6 separate regions of the Mus musculus genome follow, and all the other regions are linked to region 1. A link is a contact called in public HiChIP or PLAC-seq and promoter capture Hi-C data. All regions are on one chromosome and are shown on one strand. The core of a region is the stretch at or near the end of the contact, and the rest is flanking DNA. Distances in the headings are between cores, read along the strand shown.

What was found. Promoter capture Hi-C pulls out the DNA fragments that hold promoters and counts their contacts. HiChIP or PLAC-seq counts read pairs in DNA pulled down with a chosen protein or histone mark.
Region 2: a FOXA1 HiChIP or PLAC-seq map of pancreatic cancer cells shows a contact between it and region 1. The contact joins the promoter of 1810019D21Rik here to the promoter of Tmem208 in region 1. A contact is called at or near these places in 4 of 39 promoter capture datasets (hippocampal neurons, liver and pre-B cells) and 1 of 115 datasets of contacts at active chromatin or transcription factors (pancreatic cancer cells).
Region 3: a contact with region 1 is called in a promoter capture Hi-C map of stem cell-derived epiblast-like cells, with 2.5 times the contacts expected there. The contact joins the promoter of Nae1 here to the promoter of Tmem208 in region 1. A contact is called at or near these places in 3 of 39 promoter capture datasets (cranial neural crest, hippocampal neurons and stem cell-derived epiblast-like cells), 1 of 484 Hi-C or Micro-C datasets (CD4 T cells), 2 of 115 datasets of contacts at active chromatin or transcription factors (embryonic forebrain and stem cell-derived neural progenitor cells) and 1 of 9 other capture datasets (adipose tissue).
Region 4: a contact with region 1 is called in a promoter capture Hi-C map of liver, with 3 times the contacts expected there. The contact joins the promoter of Ddx28 here to the promoter of Tmem208 in region 1. A contact is called at or near these places in 4 of 39 promoter capture datasets (hippocampal neurons, liver and pre-B cells) and 1 of 115 datasets of contacts at active chromatin or transcription factors (pancreatic cancer cells).
Region 5: a contact with region 1 is called in a promoter capture Hi-C map of liver, with 2.1 times the contacts expected there. The contact joins the promoter of Slc12a4 here to the promoter of Tmem208 in region 1. A contact is called at or near these places in 2 of 39 promoter capture datasets (both in liver) and 1 of 115 datasets of contacts at active chromatin or transcription factors (pancreatic cancer cells).
Region 6: a promoter capture Hi-C map of pre-B cells shows a contact between it and region 1, with 3 times the contacts expected there. The contact joins the promoter of Pskh1 here to the promoter of Tmem208 in region 1. A contact is called at or near these places in 2 of 39 promoter capture datasets (hippocampal neurons and pre-B cells), 1 of 484 Hi-C or Micro-C datasets (embryonic stem cells), 1 of 115 datasets of contacts at active chromatin or transcription factors (epiblast stem cells) and 1 of 9 other capture datasets (liver).

What each region holds. Positions count from the first base shown.
Region 1 is chr8:105,324,643-105,328,256 of GRCm38.p6, forward strand. Tmem208 (transmembrane protein 208) reads left to right here and starts at 1,735. Exons shown (of 6, transcript NM_025486.3): 1 at 1,735-1,832; 2 at 2,409-2,504; 3 at 3,528-3,587. The coding sequence starts at 1,827. Lrrc29 (leucine rich repeat containing 29) reads right to left here and starts at 1,626. Exons shown (of 7, transcript NM_001368408.1): 1 at 1,585-1,626. The coding sequence starts at 1,608.
Region 2 is chr8:106,133,817-106,137,430 of GRCm38.p6, forward strand. 1810019D21Rik (RIKEN cDNA 1810019D21 gene) reads left to right here and starts at 1,584. Exons shown (of 4, transcript NR_040346.1): 1 at 1,584-1,805; 2 at 3,351-3,534. It overlaps Esrp2 (epithelial splicing regulatory protein 2), which reads right to left and starts at 3,158. Exons shown (of 15, transcript NM_176838.2): 1 at 2,754-3,158; 2 at 2,541-2,669; 3 at 1,007-1,120; 4 at 794-908; 5 at 418-516; 6 at 144-198; 7 at 1-73. The coding sequence starts at 2,951.
Region 3 is chr8:104,532,786-104,536,399 of GRCm38.p6, forward strand. It overlaps Nae1 (NEDD8 activating enzyme E1 subunit 1), which reads right to left and starts at 1,852. Exons shown (of 20, transcript NM_144931.3): 1 at 1,727-1,852. The coding sequence starts at 1,779. It also overlaps a transcript of Car7 not described here.
Region 4 is chr8:106,009,922-106,013,535 of GRCm38.p6, forward strand. It overlaps Ddx28 (DEAD box helicase 28), which reads right to left and starts at 1,565. Exons shown (of 1, transcript NM_028038.3): 1 at 1-1,565. The coding sequence starts at 1,503. Dus2 (dihydrouridine synthase 2) reads left to right here and starts at 1,557. Exons shown (of 16, transcript NM_025518.4): 1 at 1,557-1,657.
Region 5 is chr8:105,964,103-105,967,716 of GRCm38.p6, forward strand. It overlaps Slc12a4 (solute carrier family 12, member 4), which reads right to left and starts at 2,013. Exons shown (of 24, transcript NM_009195.3): 1 at 1,823-2,013. The coding sequence starts at 1,937.
Region 6 is chr8:105,898,643-105,902,256 of GRCm38.p6, forward strand. Pskh1 (protein serine kinase H1) reads left to right here and starts at 1,832. Exons shown (of 3, transcript NM_173432.2): 1 at 1,832-1,898.

The DNA.
Region 1 (3,614 bases), core at 485-2,984:
TCTCAGCTTCCGTGTCTGAAGTATATGAAGATGTGAAGGCATTTTAAAACCACCTAGATCAGTTCTTCAGGGACTGGATGGCTGTTAGCAGCATTTCTACCTTTGCAACATCACCATATTAATAGCTCCAAATTTTATCCAATGGAGCTAGATTCCTTTTACAGTTTCCTTCTATGTTCAGCCTTGCTAATCCATATATAGTCCAGTTTCAGTGCCCCTCGTGAAAAACCTGGGTTCACCACTAATCTCACAGTCCAGACCTCCATGCCTGGTTGGGCCTGCTGCTCCCAGAACACCCCCAGCCCATCCTCACTACCAACACAGCATCTCTTTTCCCGTATGTGGGGCTCTTTCTGCAAAGTCCTTCTACAGTGACTTCACTAGCCCCGCTGTGTTTTCTCCTTTCTTCTCAGATGCTAAGTACATACGCAGTACTCACCCAGTATTTACTGGACTAAAGATAGTCCTTTGCCTCTACTTTCACCAAAGGTTTGCTCAGGGAAGGGGTGGGGGATAAAGGAGATTACTATTCAGAGGAAAATGACTAGGACCAGAGAGGAGAGACATGAGGAAGAGTATGGATGGGACTGGGATGACTAAGCCCCCATCCCTAGGGGGCTAAGAGGGAAGACTGGACTAAGAGAGTGGCTGACCTATCTTCTGAATGATCAACCCTGGGAGCCATGCTAAAGGACAACATGTCTTAATGGAAAGGATCATACATAATTCATTATCCTGAGAAATGCCTTTCTAGCACTAGAGGAGTAGAGATAGGGGTGGAGTGGTCATCCCATGAGAGCACCCCAAAAGATTACTACTACTGGTAACCCATGGGGTTTACAGGGATGAATAGATACCTTCTGGGGCCAAAAGGGAATAGGATGTCACGACTCAAGGGAAAAGGCCTGACTTCCTAGGGCAACGAGAGGGGGTTGCCAACCCTCAGGGCAAAATGGATAGAGAAGCCATTTCAAAAAAGGTGCAAGACACAAAGCCTGCATCTGTATCTCCTTGCCCCTGGCTAAAGGAACAAACACCCCATGGGGTTGAATAATACAGGGGCAGCCATCACTAGGGGTCTAGAATGAGGAGCAGGCTTGTCTTACATTAAGGACATTGGGTATGGTCCCCAGAACTAGGGGGCGGGAGCAGTCTATTTCCAACTGCGAGGACGGTGGGGGAGGGGTGGAGGAAATGGAACGACCATTCCAAGGGGCCAATGGGGATAAAATTGATTACCCTTCAGGGACGGTGGAGCGGACATCTTCTAGAACTGAGGGGGAGGGAACGGCCATCTCAAGGGAAAGGGATGGGCAGTGAGTCCGTCCTCATTGAGGTGACAGAGCAGCCATCTTCTGGGGCCAATGGGTAAAGAGGGAATGGTATCCCAACCGAAGGGGTCGAAGTGGCCCCAAAGAGGACCGTTACCCAGAGTTTTCAGGTCGTGGGATCCGCCGGGCGGCTCGTTTCCGCCTGGCGGGAGGTGCCGGGCGAGCTGTCAGATAGCCTTTCCCCAAAGCTCGGGACCCCGAAGGCGGGGCCTGTCCCCGACCAAGGCCTGAAGGACCGCTCGCTTCCTCTCACCTCCAGAGGCAGCGAGTCCGCCATCGCAGTTCTGCCGTCTCCGCCCCCACGCAAGGTTTTCTGGGAAGTGTAGTCCCACCGACTCAGGGGGCGGGGCTTCGGAAGGAAATGAAATCCACTTCCGCCCAGGAGCGAACGATTGCGCTCTTTACCGGAAGTGCATGTGCTGCCGATGTGGTGTCTACTGACTGCAGTTCCAGTTACTCGCCCTTGTTTCAGTGGCTGGGTGTCTGCTGCGCACCATGGCGGTAAGGGACAAGGCGTGGTCTGCACCGGCAAAGCTTTCCCGATGTTGGGAAAGTAAAAACAGAAGGGCTCGAAGGCATAAGGCACTGGGCCAGAGAGGGGCGCCACCCAATGGACTGTGCTAGACCGAACGGGATGCGGGGAGAGTGGCCGTGCAGGACTACACCAGGACTAGTGTTGGAGGCTAGGGCGGGCGCGGGCGAGGGTAGTTGCCAGTTCCAGATCTAAACCACTACCCCAGAGGGACGCCATTAAGTTCCGCTGGAGTTTTCCCGGAGAGGATCTCAACCCAAAGCTGAACCTTACGAGGAAAGCCAAAGAAGATACTAACGTAATTTGAATTGTTTTGGGGTGAGCATTAGGCGATCATAACTGGGGGTACAGTAAAGTCGGTGTCCTAACTATATTAGGAAGATGGACTAGAGGAGTGGTCGGTATCTCAGGGATTGCTAGGGTTGACAAAGCACGCTAAGGACTTGGCTGCGGGGTAGATAAAGCTGCAGGTAACCAGGCTGGTACAGGGAGTGAGGAGGACTGAGGCAAAACAGCTCTGACAGCATCTCACCAACCCTCCGCAGCCCAAAGGAAAAGTGGGTACCAGAGGGAAGAAACAGATATTTGAAGAGAACAAAGAAACTCTCAAGTTTTACCTTCGGATCATACTGGGAGCCAACGTAAGTTGCTTGCCTTGTGCTTTCTCTGCCCTCTCATTCCTATCTGATTAGGAGCGCTGGCAAATGACAGCCAAGGCTCCAAAAGAGAACGTTGTAAAGAAATGAAGCCAGGCAGACACCAGCCTGTAATCCCTGCACCAGGGAGGCTCAGGCAGAAAGATGGGCGGTTTGAAGTTAGCTTTGAGTAACAAAGAAATCCTATCTCAAAAAAAAAAATTAAAAATAAAAATAAAAAGGGGTGATGGGGTTAATAAGTGAAGCTGGCCATAGTGGCATATAACTGTATTTCTAGCTATTTGGAAGACTGAGGTCAGAGTGTTGAGTGGTAACCAGAGCCCCACAGAAAGACTGAAGTCTCATTCGAGAGAGTGAGAGCAGGTGTAGCGCCGTGGTGGAGCCCTTGGCTAGGCTCTGCCAGCATCGCCAGCAAACACTGCCCTCCTCCCCCCAAAGTATCCAGGGACTGAGTGGTCAGAGCACTTGTCGCTCTTACAGAGGACCTCGGTTCCACTCCAGGGGCACCACATGGTAGCTCGAAACCTTCTCATTGAGTGGATCCAATGCCCTCTTGTGACCTCTATGGTACCAGGCACAGCGTCAGGCACATGGTGCACATAGATACATTGCAGGCAAAAACACTCATACATGTAAAATGTATTTTAATTTTAAACCATTTAAAAAAAAAAAGTAGCCAGGCACAGAAGAAATATGAACTAGACATAGAAGCAAAACATGAAGAAATGAAGGGGAAACAAAGCAAAACAACAATAAATAAATAAAAAGTCCCAGCTGAGATTTGTTATACTGAGGCCATACCAAGCTTATACATGTTATACTAAGGCTACTCTTCCTGGACAGATATGAGTCTAAGCGCTATCTGACTCAGAAAGCAGAGGTCTTCCACCACCAGGTTTCTTCCTCCTAGTCTGGCCCAGTTCTCGGTCAGAGTTGAGGAAAGCCCATAATTTGCGGGGTGGGGGGCTGGCCTTCAGCCCTAACCTGATCGTGTTTGTGTGCTTGCAGGCCATCTACTGCCTTGTAACCTTGGTCTTCTTCTATTCCTCTGCCTCATTCTGGGCCTGGGTAAGTATCCTGGGAAAGGAGTGTGCA
Region 2 (3,614 bases), core at 334-2,833, 810 kb after region 1:
CTGGTCTGATGATTGCCAGGGCAACCCACGGGCCCGTACTACAGTCTCATTGTCCACCACATCAGCCTTGCTGCTGTGGGGGGCAGGGCAAAGGATCAGAAATGTCCAAGGATTGTCACCCCCATCCCAGCTCCTACACTCACCAAGGGCCTGTCTCGTATTTCTGCTTTACCACTTCTGGCTTCGAGAACAACTGACCTGAGAGGAGATGGCATGGGGGTCAGCAGGGTCTGGTGGAGGAAGTCTCTCCACCAAGCTCAGCAAAAATAGGACCGGTGAGGGCATTGAGGACGCGGCAGAGGGGTTTCTACCTTGTGTTCTCTTAGAGAAGGTCACAAGTCAGCAAGGGGACTCTGTTGAAGGGATGGGCACTCACCCAGTCCTGACAGTAGCTGGCAAGCAGGGCAAGAATCTTACCATTGGACCCTTCAAGTAGGTGGAGAATAACAGCTACCATAGTCTTCACTTCCCAGACCCCAAAGTCATCTTCGGTAGCATCTGTTTCTAGTCCCAAGTCTATAGGCAGAGAAGTGACAACTGAGGTCCAGGTCTGTACATCCCACGTCACCCCGAAACACCCAGAGAATCCTAGCAAACACTAGTTGTGGCCCAGTTCATACATGTACCTACAGGTCCTCAGACCAAACACAGACATGTCCACATTCCAAATGTATCCCAAAGAATGAGGCTAAAAACATAGACCTGTCTACATTCATACAGCCCATACGGCATCATGCACATGCTTGGACATATTAGTCACCCCTCCACCTTAATTTTGATGGGTCACAGATACCCTGTGCCATGGTGCCCACTGTGAGGTCTCTGGCGGAGCAGGTGCTTGGGTGCTGCATATGGAATTCTCTGCGGAGGTCGTAGAAGGAGAAGAAGGTGTCGGGGAGCACCAGGTTCTGGGAGCACATGGGAGTGGGGGTGAATAGGTAACCTAAGGTGTTTACAACAGGGGCCTTGGGAACCCAACCGTACCCATGTGCCCTCAATGACATACCTTCCTGGAGGCCTCAGGATGCAGAACCTGTCGCAACAGCTGCTGCCCATCAGTGCAGAGCACATAGGGGCCCCCGCCCAGCAGAGCCACATCCCCGCTCACCAGCTGTGAGAACTGGGGACAGGGAGTGGAGACTCAGACATAGACTCACAGCTAGACAGCTGAAACTGGGGGGGAGGGGTAGCAGGAGGGAGGGACTCAGGCTGCAAAGCTGGTTCATCAGGATGTTCAACCCTACCCTGCCTGGGAAGTAAAAGGCCTTGCCCTAAATCCCAGGCTCCTAATCCCCACCCCTAGCCTAGTTCCCTGTCACCTCCTCTAGGCCAAATGAGAGCAGTCGCACATAACCCAAGCCCCCATTAAACACACTCCAGGAGTCTGGAGTCGGGCCAGAGCAAACACCTGGTGGAGTGAGGCAAGCAGGTGGGGAGGGGAGGAGCAAAGCAGGTTAAACCTGTCCTGGACCAGGCACCACCCTCAGACAGGTGGGGGAGGTTCACACCTGCCCGAGGGCCAAAAGGCCCATGGTCAATGGCAGCCCCGCCCCTTGGTCCGACCAACCCAGGAACAGAGCCACCAAGGACAGAGCTTCATACTTGGCCACTCGCAGCAGCCTGAGCTTTGACCCACACCCCATCGACCAACTGGCACAGAACTGTTTGCTCGTAGAGGGGGGTGGGTGGCACTCTGAAGGCTATCCAGCACGATCCGGCCCTTTCCCTTGGCAATTCTGTGACACTTTCCAATCTAAGGCCGACAGAGCAAGGCAACCAGATTTTTTTCTACAGCACCCTCCCAGGTGAGCAGTGGGCCTGGAGCCCTTCTGTAACCTGGCATCTGTAGGTCTTCTCATTAAGAACGAGAGTCAGAAGAGGAAAGGACTTAACACTCATTACAACTCAGTCATGGGGTGAGTGAGCAATGCAAACAGGGAAAACTCACTCCCACTTGGCCAGGGTGCGGGGTGGGTATGGGAGGGGGCATGCGCCTAGGCCTTTGCGCTCATTGGGCAGGTAGCCCCTAGATAATGTTCGGACAGCACCCACTCACCCACGCCTGGCCAGTCAGCTGGGACAGGCAGGCCTAAACCAGCCGGCCTCACCTAGAGGCGTCTGCCCCCGAGGCAGACACCGCCCGACGCCCTCGCTTCAGCGGTTCCCAGGAGAGCAGGCGGCAGAGACCAAGTGATCTACCGCTAAACCTGAGCCCACCTCGACCCTATTTCTGACGTGTCCTCTGCTAGCGGGGGGAGTGGGAGGGAGAGGAAGGGGCCTCGGGGGGATGGATCCCTTAGCCGCTATTGTCAACTTCCTCGGCAGGAGTGGATGTCTGTAAAGGTTGGAAGGTAAGGTGGCTCTGGGAATGGCCTAGCACGCTTCCACGCGGTAGTCGCTCAAAAGTTTCAAACAAGACCTTGTCCTACTGGCCGTGCCACTGGGTCGCGTCGCTCCAGGTCTCCCCTCCTCCCCTCCCCCTCGAAGTAGTGTCCCTGCCACTCCGCAGTTCCACCACCCACGCGGGCCCCCACGCTCACCTGTTGCAGCACTTTGTCCAGGGACTCCGCCCGCGCTAGGCTGTCTGCGCTGAGTCCACTCGCCTCGCGGCATTGTGGACTCAGGGCAGCCGCCTCGGCGCGAACTAGCGACTTGTGCAGCGTCCCCACCTAAAAGCACCGAGGGTAACCCCATGAGCCGCTGTGCCTCAACAGGCTCTGAAGCGTCCCGAGGTCCCCTCTTTCCCACCCTACCTGTCGGCTGCGCGGCTCCACCACTTGCCAAACTAGGAGGATTAAGTCGGTCTCGTCCGAGCCTAGGTCCGGCCCCAGCGCACCGGCAGTGGCCCCGAACAAAACCACCAGCGACTGAGGTTCGGGACAAGGGTCTGTGGCCGAGTCTACTGCGGGATCTGGGCCCGGGGGTGGGGGCGGCGGCGGCGGCGGAGTCATGGCCGCAGAGGAAGGGGGCGCTCGGCCACACACGCGGACCGACGAGGCGCACACACGTACCGACCGACAGCAGACAGACGAGCTTGGGCGGGATCCGGTGTGTTGGGGGCGGCACCTGCGGCCGGGTGTAGTGGGAGCTGCAGAGACCCGCCCGCGGTGCCCTTTGGGGCTGGGCGGTGCGGCTGCCTATCCCTGCCTACTCCGGCGAGTTACCTGCGGCCCGGAGAGGCCACGTGATCAGGACGGCCCAGGGAACCCCGCGGGAGGGCCAAAACCCTGCCCAGGAGGCAAGAGCTCACTTCTGCTGAGGCGTGCGCTCGCCGGCTGGAGTCCCACCTCTTGCTGCAGTCCGGCGAGACTCCTGGGACGAATCCATTCTTTCTCCTACTTCCTCTCTAGCAGGCACTCTGAGTCCTCCGCAAAAGAATGTGCAGGATCAGAGGCCTCTTTCCATTCTGCAAGGGTCACGCAAGACCCATGGAATTCAACAGGAGGCAATCTAGGGACTATAAAAGGTCGCGACGTCTGGCTTGAGGTTAATGGAAGTTACAAAGGGTCAAAAGCCGACAGTGAGCGCTACCAGGTATCCACTGGAAGTCGGTGAGAGAGATCCGTTGGGGAAAGGGAGGGAGGTAAAGATCAAGGGTTCTTAGAACTGTGGGC
Region 3 (3,614 bases), core at 602-3,101, 790 kb before region 1:
GTTTTGACAGATAAAATGCAGCCCTTTAAGGAATAACTCAGTAAGAATCCTCTTCCAGTCCCTAGGAACATTAAGTATCTTCTCAGCTTTGTTGCCTTCCCTTCTACCTCCACCCAAACACAGAACTACGAGTCCACAAGAACTCAGAGTAGTTACAAGGGCTCTGCTACCTTGTTTCTCTCTCTAGAAGCTTGGGACAAAGGATGAGTCTGAAAAAGCCAGGTGGCCCCAAGCTGGAAACATGTCTAACTCTGGGCAAATTAACCTAACTTTTACAAGACTTAGTTTCCCTATCCAGTATCAAAGACCGTCTGCCTTCAAGGATTCTCAGAACTAAGTACCTACGTCTCTGGGAGAGTAAGAGCTAGGTAGTCAATACAAAGAGAAACCTCCATCCTTAGGGACACAGGGTAAGTTCTCTTGAGATTAAGAGAGGCGAGGGGATGGCAACACTTTGATACACTTAGCTGACACAGAGTATACTCAATAAGAAAGGAAGAAGGTGGGAAGAGACAAGGAAGGAGAAATAGCTAAAGAATCCACCGGATGGTTTAGATGTGCCCTGTCCAAATGGTTTCTGAGTACTAGAAATGCAGCTGGCATGAATTAAGACATTTTTAAAATGTGTATGATACCTGATTTATAAGACTCTGTGAACAACAACAACAAAAATAGCTTGGTAATTTTAACAATAATTACGTTGAAATTGTAATGTTTTGGAATACTAGGTTAGATAAACACTGTCAAATTTGATTCTGGGATTGGGGAATGTAGCTCAATTTGGCAAGCAGGCATGATGTCCAGAGTTCCAGCCTCAATACTTCATAAACCGGGTGTAATAGTCCACACTTATAATCTCAGCTGTTGGGGAAAAAGAGGCAGAAGGATTGCATCAAGTCTGAGCGCAGTCTGCTCTACATTGCAAGTCCAGGCGGCCACTCAAAGGTAAAAGACAAAAAAAAAAAAAAAAAGGGGTGGGGTGGGGGAGCAAAAACTTATTTTTGAGTCTGGCTGGGCAGTGAGCATCTTCAATCTCAGCACTTGAGACCTGGGACGTAGGCGCTTGAGTTCAAGACTGGCCTACTTAAGACCATGTCTCTATATAAACGAGAGGGGTGGGGAGAACTAGTAGCAAAACTTATTTTCCTGTCTCTTTATTCTCCCGGTTCCCAAGGTCTTCCAATGGAGGCCAGGCTGGCTTTCAGTTTCCGATCCACCTGCCTCTGCTTCTCAAGTCCTTGGGATTACCATGTCTAGCTTCTTTTAACTTTATTTGAAAGGTGCCTACTGGAAAATGTGTAATTACGAACACGGTTTGCTCCGATAAAGCTAGCATGACGCATTTCTATTGGCCAGCGCGGGCGTAGACCAATACCTGCCGGGGCGCAGCGCTCGGCGGTCGGGCAGGATGGGGTGCTCCCACCCCCCTCGTTTAGCGAACGAGTAGGGAGGGCCTGCCGAGACTGTGCAGCCCAGTGGGTTGGCGGAGACACCGCGCACCGCAAACCGCGGACAGCCAGCCGTGCGGGAAGGGGCGAGCCGGCCTTCGCCGAACACTCGGGCCAGTGGCCGGATCCCAGAGCGCCGGCTCCCCACGCCCTGCACGGCCGGCCGCAGCCGCAGGCCCGTGGGAGGCCGGCCTACCCGGCCTAGGCACTTAGGCCCCGCGGGTGTCAGGAGAGCCCGCCAGCCTGGCCGGCTTGCTCACTCGTAAACCCCGGCTCACCTCAGCTGCCGGTCGTACTTTTGCTCCTTGAGTATCTTCCCTGGCTGCGCCATGGCCGCGCCTGGCCCGCGAACAGCAAAGCCGCCTAAGGAGGCCGCCACCCACTCGGCCTCACGCAGGCGCACTAAGCGCCCTCCTCCAGCGCGCAGCCAGTAGGGGGCGCCGACGCTGCACTGCGCACGCGTCACTGGGAAGCCGGGGGAAACCTGAGGTTGAGTTCCACAGAATGTTTCTCTCTCTCTACCTGCAGTAATTGTGGAGAACTCCGACTTTTAAATCGAGTGATAATCCTTATCACTGATAAACCTTAGTCCTCTTCTGGGTGAGTTCACCGTTCCTGAGACTCCTCCAAGAGGAACAATACACCAGCATACTTGTATATAGTATTCTATATAGAGAAGCTACCCTGATGGGTAGACAGAGGGGCCCCACCCCACGGCTTCCCTCCAAGAATTGTTCCCCGTGGTGACGCAAGGGAAAGGGGGTTTTGAACGAGATGAAACGGCATCAGGAGACAAATGAGAAGTGGACTTGGGGGACGGGAGGGTGTCTGAGAAGCAGCCAGAGTTGCCTGTGAAGCCCATGAACAAGGAGGAAATTAAAGCTATCATCGATTCATGTGACACAGGATGACTGTCCCTTGGTGGCCGATGCTAAGGAAGGAGCTTATGAGCAAGTTGAGGACAAGAGGGAAGAAGAGGCTTGCTGACAAGTAAGAATTGCTTTCCTCTATCCCAAATCCTAGAGGAGTCTCCAGATTCATGATTGCCAGATGCACTTGCACGTCCTGAGATTATTATCCCAGCACATGATGAGTGTACATCCACACATAAAATCCTTCCAGCCTTGTGGGGTGAGGGACCAAAGAGACGGCTCCATTTGACAGTAATATTGCAGTGCTAACAAATGCACTTCCCCTGGGCACAGTGTTAGGACACAAGGTGAGGGGACACCCTGCTGTGACCTCCCTCCCCCAACCCCTATGGAACCCAACTGATGGGAGAAAAGGGGCGTTAGGCGTTCCCAGCTCATTATGTGCTTGTGCATGTCTGTCAGTTGTCACATTCCCTCTCCAGTTAGACAGGTGAAACGTGAGCGATATAAAATACACCCAGGGAATGTGAGAAGGTCAAAAGTGAAAGTGAAAGTTCACTACATAGCCTTGCATACACCTTGGCCCCAGGAAAGGAAAGATGGACAAATGTAATTGGAAACAACAACATCAGGGGCCGAGGGTGCTGTACTGCCTGCGACTGTGTGATTTTGAGAAGCATTCAGTTGTTAGTAAGTGGACAAGGATACCTCAGAGCATGCACTTCTTACAACTTTTTAATGTTTATTGATTGGTGTGTGTGCAAGAATGCCATCATGCACTCGTGGAGGACAGAGGACCATTTGCAGAAGTCACTTCTCGTCCTCTTCAACACAGGTTCGAGGGATAAGCCCAAATCTTCCAGCTTGCTGAGCCATCTTGCCACCTCTCCTTTGAGGAAAACTTATTCTTAAATGTATGTGTGAGGTTGTGAAATATTCACTGTGGGAACTGAACTTGGATCCTCCGCAGAACAAGTGCTCTTAATTGCTGAGCCTTCTCCCCAGCCCTTTAAAAGAATGGGTGCAAAGGAAATGAAAGAAAAGGGGAAGAAAAATTAAAGAGGTTATCGCTGTAGTCACTTCGGTTAAAAGAATGAAGCAGGGGAGATGGAGAGATGGCTCAGCAGTTAGGAGCACTGACTGTTCTTCTAGAGGTCCTGAGTTCAATTCCCAGCAACCACGTGATGGTTTACAACCATCTGTCATGGGATCTGATGCCCTCTTCTGGTGTGTCTGAAGACAACTGCAGTGTATTCATATAAATAAATTTTAAAAAGAAATCTTTAAAAAAAAA
Region 4 (3,614 bases), core at 315-2,814, 690 kb after region 1:
ACTGATAACGGACCCTGGCACTTCGCTGCCCACACGACCCACCCTTCCTGCTCTGTGGATGTAATCCTGCAGGGTAGGGGGGAAATCGTAATTGATAACCACTTCCACGTGGACACTGTCTAGGCCTCGGGAGGCGATGTCTGTGCAGACAAGTATGTTCTGGGAGCCCTTCTGGAAACTCTGGAAGATACCTGCCCTCATTGAGGCCGGCATTTGCCCTTGCAGCCTTAGATGTTGAATCTTGTGGTCATCCAGAATGTACCCAAGCCAGTTCACGGTGCTGGCGCTGTTGCAGAATACCAGGACAGTTCCCGAGGGTTCCGTCTTACTTGCTTTGTCCTGCTGTTTGAGGATCTGAACCAGTTCTGTCACCTTGTCTGCTCCCTTCAGTCTCATAAATGTCTGTCTGACATGAGGCATGAGACAGTGCAGCTTGGAGCTGGTAATGGTGGTCAGACTGTCTGGACTGGTGACTTTACTCAGTAACTGGTTTAGGCCTTCTGGAAACGTGGCTCCCACCAGCACTAACTGGGCTTTGGGATTAAAGGGGTCTTCTAACTCGGCTGGACTTTCTGCTATAGGGCTCTTTTCCAAGATGTAGTCCACCAGTTCCAGGAAGCTTTCATCTAGCAGTGTGTCTACTTCATCTAGCACTATGAAGTTAAGATGCTGTAAGCTGATCAGTTGACTTTTCAGAGCCTTCCACAGCGCCCCTGGAGTAGCCACTAACACATCGGCTGCCGGTCGTCTATACAGCTGAAGTTTGAGCCTACTCATCCCGAGGCCTCCGCCAAGTTCTATCACCTGCAGGCCCAAGTACCCACCCAGTGACTGGGCCACTGCCTGCACCTGTTCGGCTAGTTCTCGGGAAGGTACCAGAACCAAGCCTCGAGGAGCCGTGAAACTGCGGGAGTCCAGGTCTGACCCTCTCAGGAGCCGCTGAAATAGGGGCAGTAGGTAGCTAAGCGTCTTGCCACTGCCAGTTTCCGCAGCGCAAAGGAGGTGGCGGCCTCGAAGCAGTGGGGGGATGGTTTTCGACTGCACTGAGGTTGGCTGCACAACTTCGGGGACAGCCTCCTGAAGCGCCAGCAGCACTCGGGGTTCCAGACCCAGGTCCACGAAGCTGCCCCGGGACGAGAGGTTCCTCAGGGCGGGCGCCTCTTGCTGCACTCGCTCTATGGAGAAATGGTCTTGCCGCGATCGCCGATGCTTCCAGCCACGGGAAGCCAGTGGCGCTCGCTCCCAACGGCCCAGCGTGAGGCGTGCGGGCTGGTTCAACTCCGGCCGCCGCGCCGAGACCAGCAGGGGACCGGGGCGCACTAGCACTGGCCGCTGCAAACTCCCACGGCCGCTCTGTCGCTGTTCCTGCCGTCGCTGCAGAGCCCGCGGAACGCGCACCACTGGCAAGGACTGGTCGGAACCGCGCACCACTAGGTTCCGTCGAGGCTCCAGAAGCAACCGTACTGCTAACGCCAGCAGCCGCGATGGCCCGGCTAAAGCCATATTTCCCTTGATGCAGAAGAGGCGCGCGCTAATGACGTCAAGCACGCCACCGTAGTCTGGAGTACGGTGGCTGGCGCGGATCAGGGTGGCGTGTGGCGCTGCAGCACCGGCTGGAAGGAGGGAGGAGGATCCTTAAGAGTTCAGTGGCTGCGAGGTCTGTAGGTTTCCACCCGGCATGGCGATGTCCAGATTGGAGTCATCTTTGGGGAAGGGTACTCGGTGGAGGCAGGAATGGGAGTCCGCAGTAGGAGGGGGCCATGGGTCCCTGGCTCAAGGAATCGAGTGAGGATGGCCTCTGTCATTTGAGTGCTTAATTTCTGATAGTCTTAACTTGTGGTCTTCATTGCCTCGCTCAGTCATCCCATAGAACTCCAAAGGTACAAAGTTCGACGATGTTTTCGTAGATATGCAATCCACTCAAAGCCTGGGTGATGCAAGTTTGCTGAGACTGAATGAATGGTAGGCCAGGGGACTGAGACAGAAGTTGGGAGTCTGGGTTTAAGCTCAACCCAGTTCTTTAGTTTAGAACCCAGAGTGCATGCTGGTGGCCTTCAGCTTATTTCGTCTTTGAAGTTAGAGAGATGGTCTCCGTTCTTTCAGGTGTAGTTTCTCAGGTTTTTTTTTTTTACACTTTGACCCTACCTCTCCAGGCAAGTTTCACCCTCCTTTCCTTGTCGTCGCCCCCCCCCCCCCCCCATGCATCTCAGCCTGGACCCATCACTCTAGCGGTCTGCTCATAGCCACTGGCTTCTCAGGCAGATTCCGAATTGCCTGACTAGAAGTAGAAAGAAGGGTCCCGTTACCCTCCTGGAGTGATGAAACTTATCTCACATAGCACCGGTCAAGCAGACTACTTGACATGAATTTAGTGGTTCAGGTTATTAAACGTTTAATTTTTTTTTTTTACTTCATACTTTTTGAACATATCTGAAAAAATGGGCATCAAGTGTCTGGAGTGGGAGATAAGGTCAATGTTTGTGGATTGATTACCTGGGAGGTTCCTAACGTCTGGAGAAAGTGTTTTAATTTCATTCATGGGCTGGTGAGTTGGCTCAGTGGGTAAGAGCACCCGACCGCTCTTCCGAAGGTCCGGAGTTCAAATCCCAGCAACCACATGGTGGCTCACAACCATCTGTAACAAGATCTGACTCCCTCTTCTGGAGTGTCTGAAGACAGCTACAGTGTACTTACATATAATAAATAAATAAATCTAAAAAAAAAAAAAGTTTAATTTCATTCATTAGAGCTGGCCCTCCATATTTATAGGTGGACCTCTGTGGAATTTTCCACTGTAGAGTGAGAATATTCATGAAAAAAAATGTGTCTGTACTAAATATGTATAGACATTTTTCTTTAATGTTACTCCCTAACAATACAGTATAACAAGTATATACATCATGTTTATATTGCATTAGTCATAAGCAGTTTGCAGATGATTTAAATCATGTGGGAGAGCGTTGGGGCATAGCTTTGTGATAAAGTGCTTGCCTATTAGCGTTTGTGAAGTCCTGAATTCAATTCCCCCCTAAAATCAAAAGTACCTAGGAATTTTATGTAGGAGCTTGAGTATCCTCAGATTTTGGTATCTTTGAGGTTCCTAGAACTCCTAATAACTACCTATTGATGACTTTACCATTACATAGATTAAAATTTAGTTGAGTGTGGTGGCAAATGCTGTGAATTCCAGCACTTAAAATTCAGAGGCGCCGGGCGTGGTGGCGCACGCCTTTAATCCCAGCACTTGGGAGGCAGAGGCAGGTGGATTTCTGAGTTTGTGGCCAGCCTGGTCTACAAAGTGAGCTCCAGGACAGCCAGGGCTACACAGAGAAACCCTGTCTCAACCGCCCCCCCCCTCCAAAAAAAAAAAAAAAAAGTCAGAGGCAGGTAGATCTCTGAGTTGGAGGCCGGCCTGGTCTGTATAGCATGTTCCAGTCAACCTGTACTGTAATAGCAAGACCCACCTTAAAAAAAAAACAAACATAGGACATAGGTTATTTAATTTTATTTTTCTTCTTTATTGTAGTGAGGATGCAGGCCAGGGCCTGTGCATTGGTAATAGTCAAGTGCCTTACTAGTAAGCTACAGTCCTGATGCTTGATTGTTGCCCCCGA
Region 5 (3,614 bases), core at 763-3,262, 640 kb after region 1:
CCAGCAACTGGGAAAGCCCTGACAGTAGGAAGTGATCTGGATGACCTTTCTGGTCCCTATGTACATGGAATCTACCTATAATGTCCTTCCATGACCTTCCCAGTCTGGCCACAGGCCATCTAGGTGAGCAGGCCTATGTATGCCCCTCAGAACAGAGGCGTGTGTGTGTGTGTGTGTGTGTGTGTGTGTGTGTGTGTGTTGTGGGGGGGATCCTAACAGAGCTAGGCCTAAGATAGTTCTGTGCTCTCTGATTCTTTGCTATATCTACAAAGAAGAAGCAAAATCACTCACCCGGATGCAGGGTGTCCCCCATGCCACAGACACACCACAATCTGGCCGAAAAGTAAATAGGAAGAGAAGAAGGGGGTGGGGTTGGGAGGAGCTGGCCTAGCCTGGAGGGATCTGGCAGGGCACAGCCAACAGCCAGCATAGCTCCAGGTTACTCCTATCAACCTGTGAGGGACCAAGGCGGAGCCAAAGAAAAGGCTCAGTACTGCCCATTGGTCCAGGCTAATCTCCAGGATGCAGTTCAGTACATCATCTAGGGACAGACATCCTTCCAGTCCCAGGGAAGGAGGGATATGGTTCCGACACCTTGGACCAGGCAAGGGGCAGCAGGGGATGTGGGATCTAGGGTTACTTACACACAGCTGTGAAACCTGACAAATCTCCGTGACATCTGCAGTCCATGCCCCTGGCCTGTATGTCCACATGGCAGGCAGGTCATTCAGTCACCGTTCACATGAAGCACAGACTACCCCTCAAGCATGTCACCATCACAGACCTATCAGATAGCCTCCGATACCATCACCAGACACAACACACATTTCCTACACCTTTCTATCACGGTCAGCCTCAGACATCACAGGCATTTGTTATCATAGCACCAGGCTCATCACTGGCAGCCTTCCTGGAAACAGTAGCCATAAGGACGTCCTGACCTGACCCTGTGATACTCAGCGACACACGTGCATTTACACATGCCTGGACAGCTATACAGACAGACACATATAACCAGGACCGTTCCCATTCCAAGTGTGAGGAGCCTCCGTGGGTGGAAGATGGAGAGATGGGGCACTGGAAGGGAGAAAGGGTTTACCTCTATAACCAGCCCTGATACCTAGGTTAAGGCACTACATTCTCATATCCGGGTTTGAATCCCACTGGAACAAGTTACATAACTCTTCCCCACCGCCCTTCACTCCTTCCTAAGTGCGAGTAACAGAACCTGTCCCATGGGGGAGGTTGGGAGGATTAAAGCGAGTTGCTTCATGTACAGTGCCTAGACAAGCCTGGCCCCGTGTGACTGCTCCCTAGGTGTCCATGATACGCACAGATCTACGTAGACCAAGGCCAACACAGGCTCTTCAGCGAGCACACCCTTTGCTCCTACCGGGCCAGTGTGCAAGGAGGCAGGGGTAGGGAAAGGACAAGAGAGGGGCGGTGAGTCATAGAGGAAGAGAGGGTGACACTCAAGAGGATGGGGGCGATTCACAGAAAGTGAGGAAGCTACAATCCAGGCTTCCATTGGACCCAGACCCGTGGCGCGTTCGGCGCCAGCCTAAGCAAGGCAGCCCGTTACCCGGCCTCCCAAGGCGGCCACGTCTGCAGCCCCCGCCCGCGGCCCTCGGGGGAGGAGCTGGGAGTGGGTGGAGGACGACCTAGCCCGGGAGTCCCGGACCAAAAAGACTCATCGGTCTGAGCGCGCAAGGAGCAAGAAAAGTGGAGTCCTGCATGGACGTCTGCGCGCGCGGTCCGAAGGCGCGAGTCCCGTGTAGATGCCCCCCGTCCCGGCCACAGCCCCCGCCGGGCGCACCCTCACCGTCCGAGTCTTCCCGCTCGGCGCGCTCGCCGTAGTCCACCCAACTGAGCCCCTCGAGGTTGTCATAGTCGCCGCGTCGCGGCCCGTCCACCGGCACCACGGTGAAGTGAGGCATCGCGCGCGCTTGGCCCGCGGTCCCGGCCTCCAGCCGGCAGTCCCCGCCGCCCCAGGCTGGCCCGCCCCGCCCGCTCGCATTCCACCCCGCTGCGCTCACTTCCTCCACCCGCCCCCCGGGCCGCCCCTCGGGGGCGGGGAGCAGGAGGGGCTCGGGTCGGCTCCTCCCCGAGGGGGGATGAGAGGACCCCGGGAACGAAGTACTCTAGCTGCTGGAGGGTAGGGTTCCTGTGTGTCTTTGGGTAAGGGGTTGCCCTCTCTGAGCCCCAAATGCGATACTTAATAAAGTGAGGGAAAGTATTTTAACTTTTAGGGGTATTATGATGGTGAGACGGGGCGCAGGGTGCACTGGCTCTGTTCCCTGAATCTAATTAGCTCTCAGTCACTTTTTGTTATTTAGCGGGAAAGCTAGCAGGACCTGGTCAATGTCACAGTGACCACCCCAAACCTCCTCAAGTCTTTCATCACCCTCACATACATACTCTTCCATAGCGGGAAAGCTAGCAGGACCTGGTCAATGTCACAGTGACCACCCCAAACCTCCTCAAGTCTTTCATCACCCTCACATACATACTCTTCCATTACCATCATTTCTCTCTAACGCTTCTCCAGGACTTTGGTAGCCTACGGTCTCTCCCTCAGTTCTGCTCGCTGCAGCCTCTCCCTTAGCAGGTGGTTGAAGATCGTATGCCCTTCCTAGAGGAGTCCGCTCCCTCCTCGCTAGAGGTTACACCGGCCCATCCCTCATCGACACTTTGGGATAGCCCAGTTATCTCATTTGAACTTGCTCCTTCATAACCTCACCTCCTGGAGGTTCCTGCACCCGAGTCCTTTCCTTTCTTGGTGCTAACTTCTTTCACACTCAGATAACTTACCTAGTCGCCTTGACTTGAGAATTTTTATCTTTCTGAGTTGTTCTTTTGGCCTCTTCCCCCACCCCACCCCGCTTCCTTCCTATCAGAAAGCTCCAGGGCTCATCTTTCTGCTCTATCTCCATTCTTTCTCCCTTTCTGGTGTAGCCTTTAGAATTTGGGCTGACTCTAGAATCCGCGCCCTCTGCTGCCACCCGCCAGCCCCAACTGCCTGGGTGGGCCGCTCGGCTAGGACCTCCCTGAAGCAGCTCAACAACTAACCCTTCCCAGTCAGCTCTTCCGGGCTGCAATCGGCCTCCCTCTCTTTCTGGCACCTTTAACTGCTTTCCAGCTGTGCGCGCGTGCTCTCGGCTCTGCATCTCCTATCCTGCACTCTCTGTATAGAAGGCTCACTGGTTACAAGCTTTTGTTGTTCTTGCCCCAGACCCAAGTTCAGTCCCCAGCACCCACATCAGGTAGCTTATGACTGCATATGTCTCTAGCTCCAGGGGATCTGATGCCCTCCAGCTCCCTCAGACTGTACCAGGGTTCACACACACACACACACACACACACACATTTAAATTTACCTTTAAAATTGAAAAATAAACTGAGCAAGAAGAAATATAATACAAGCTATGAGTAATAAATATTCCAAAAAAAGATACAAGGTATAACTAATAGCATTACCCCAGTCAGTCCAAAAATCAAAACCAAAGAAGCAAACAAACAAAAAAACAGGTGGGTGTCTACTGAGGAACAACACTTGAAGATCTTTGGACACACACACACACACACACACACAGAGGCCCCATCTTTTCTTCTCT
Region 6 (3,614 bases), core at 582-3,081, 570 kb after region 1:
TTATTTTTTTATTGTGAGACTAAAATCATGATTACAATATGTTCATAGTAAATATAAGGATAGGAAATTCGTATGGAAAGGCTTGAGGGTGACATCTTCCCCGAGAATTCATATAACTGTGGAAATGTCAGAGCTGGATTTGATCCCAGATTTGGCCCCAAAATCAATGCTCCTTTTTTGTTGTTATTAAAATTATTTATTGGGCTGGTGAGATGGCACAGCAGTTAAGAGCATTGACTGCTCTTCCAGAGTTCATGAGTTCAAATCCCAACAACCACATGGTGGCTCACAACCATCCGTAATGACATCTGACGCCTCCTCCTGGTGTGTCTGAAGACAGCTACAGTGTACTTACATAAAAAAAATAAACCTTTAAAAATTATTTATTTATTCACTTTATCACCCCTTCCTTTCCTCTCAGTAATCAGTCACACAGGTCCTTCCCCCATCCACTTTCCCTGTCTCTTTTGAGAAGGGGAAGCCCTACTCTGGGTATCACCCCTCCTCATGCTGTTTTTTTTAGGCAAGGTCTCCCTGTGCAGCAGCCCTGGGTATCCTGTTGCTATAGACAGACCATGCAGGCCTTGAACTCAGAGGTCCCCCCTCTGCTTCCCAAATCACACCAGGCTGGGTTAAAGTTCATGTTTTTAGTAATCCCATAACCCTTTGAGAAACAAATTTCATTGCTGCCATTTTGAAAGATGGTCTTAATCTGTATCCCAAGAAAACTTATAACTTCTATAACCTGGCCTTTTTTTTTTTTTAAACCTCTCACTGCAATATCCCCTTAAATTCCTGAGTGCCAGGATTATAGGCATGTGGGAACACACTGATGAATTTTTTTATTGAGATAGGACCTTAATAAATACACCAGGCTAGCCTCAAACTAAAGTCTTTCTTGTTGCTGCTTCCAAAGTACTAGGATTACAGGCTAACGATGTTTTGTCTTTTTTAAAAAAGTAAAAGTTGTTTCAAAACCTAGTGTGTTAGTACAAAAAAAAAAATCTTTATTTTTTTAATTAATTAATTTTTTGTTTTTTTTTCAAGACAGGGTTTCTCTGTATAGCCTTGGCTGTCCTGGAAGTCACTTTGTAGATCAGGCTGGCCTCGAACTCAGAAATCTGCCTGCCTCTGCCTCCCGAGTGCTAGGATTAAAGACGTGTGCCCCCACGTCCAGCTTCTTTGTTTATTTTTGAGACAGGTTTCTCTGTAATAGCCCTGACTGTCCTGGAACTAGCTTTGTAGACCACACTGGCTTGGAACTCAGAGATCCTCCTGCCTGAGTGCTGAGATTAAAGGAATGTGCCCACCATGTCAAGCTTGGTAACAATCTTTTTTATTCGTTATTTTATTTTATAAATCTCGTGATTCATTTGTGTTTGCATCAATACATTAACAATCTTTTTTACTTTTTATTTTATGTTATAAATCTCGTGATTCATTTGTTTTTGCATCAATACATTAAAAAAAATTAGCCCTGGCGTGATGACACACTCCCTTGCCCTTCAAGAACTCCTTCATCTATAGAAGAATCTTGCCATTTTTTTTCCATTTCTCTCGGTCATTACCTTTCCCAGAACTTTTCCCTCCACAAATGGCTCCCCAGCGGTGTCTAGCGGCAAACAGACCCACCCCTGGAAAAGAGCTCTGCTCCGCCCCGAAGACGTTGATTGGCAGGCACTCCGAACCCCCCCCCCCCCCTACACACACTTGCGTTCGCGTCTGGAGGCTCCGCCTCCCTTCCGTCCCTTGGCCGCCCAAGTTTGTTTTGGCGTCAGGCGCGCGCAGTAATGACGCCACCACGCTGACGCGGGAGGATGGCGGCGGCGCCCGTGGCCTGGGCTGGGAGACGGTGGGCTGAGCCGCCGAGACTCCGGAGAGCCCGCCGCCCGCGCGAGGTGAGGCCTTCCGGCTCGGGGCTTCGGCCTGACCGGCGTGAGGGGCCTGCGAGTTCAGCCGCGGGCGCAGCCAGGGCCTGGCGCGACTCCGAGCCCTCGGTCCCCGTGCACTGGGGCCTGTGGGCTGGGGAGCAGGCCGGGCTGTGGCTACCCGCGGTCCCCAGGCATGGCCTCGAAACCTCCTGCCGCGTTAGGCCCGATGGACTTGGTCATCTGCCTGTCTGTGGCCCAGCCGTCCCGCGTCCAGCGCGGGTCAGGTTGATCTAACCTTGTTGTGTGCGGCGCCTACTCCACACCCTTCCCTTGCGACTGAACGCCAGGGTCCTGCGGGGGCCATCGATCGCTTCCATGTACTGGCTGGAAAAAGGGCCAGAGTCCAGCTGGGTCGCTTGCAAGGCAAACCTGTCATACTTATAAGGAGAGCCCCGCTCAGTCCTCTGAAGCTGCTGCGTGTATAATTCGCACCAGAAAAATCACTCGTTAAAATTGCCTCCTTAGTCACTGTAGGGAAAAACTAAACCTTGTAGCCTGCAGCATTCAAAGCTTATCATAATCGGATGTGGCCTACCTAGCCCTGCAGAGAACGCCTGGGCACGTCTGTACTGCGATTATGTAGTGTTTTGTTGAGGCATGTGAGCCTCCTATTAACTCTGTGGTTTCATACCCTCGAGGTTCAGATAGCTGCTTTCTCGGTTTGTGAAACTTCCGTTCATTTCCACCCTCACTCACCAGTAGAGGAAATTAACCTGTGTCTTTTTGAATCTATCACCAATGTCTTTTCCTTGGAAAACTGTCTCCTGCGTTCACACAGTAGTAGTGTTTAGTTAAAGCTATCGGGACACTGACTTGAATAGATACAGATTAAGCCTTGGGGGAACATCTGTCATGGCCAGCATTTTGAGATAGTCACAGCAAACAGTGACATCTTGAAGTATTTTTTTTCAAGATACAAATTCAAGAGTTTTACTCTTCTCTAGATGTGGTAGACTACACTTCCGATCAATAAGGGCTAGTTTAGGCTACATAGTACATTTAGGACGAACCTGGGCTATATGAGACCCCGTCTCAAAAACAAAATACTCCAAAGCCCTGGTTTGGTGGTGCATGCCTGTGATCACCGCACTCCTGAGAGAGAAGCAGGAGGATGCCCAAAAGTTAAAGGACAGTCTGATATAGTGAGGCTGTCTTGGGGGTGGGGTGGGGGGAGTCTTCACTTTATTTTTCTGCTGATTTCGTTGATGGAAATTGAACTCAGGGCCTGAACCCTTTTCACTTAGCTACATGGTCAGCTTACAATGTATGGTAGCTTAAATGCTGTAACCCCAGCATTTGCGAAGCAGAAGGAGCAGGATTACCATGGTACTTGAGATGATCCCAGACTGCATATCGAGTACCAAGTCAGCCAGGACTACAGAGTGAGACCCTGTCTCATGAAGCAAAACAAAAAATAAGAAAGAAACAAGATATGAGGTAGAAATCTGTGCTTTTAAAGTTTTTTTTAAGTCTCCTTCCTCCCCCTGTACAGTGATTGATCCTGGGCATTTTGCATTCTAACAACTGAGCTGTGTCCCCTTTTCAGAAAATTGTGAAAATGATGCAGTCAGGGCATAGTTGTGCACACCTGTAATTCCAGCATTTAAGAGACTGAGGCAGGAGGATTGCTCTAAGTTTGAGGTCAGTCCTGCTTCTATAGTGAGTTCATCAGTCAGTGTAGCC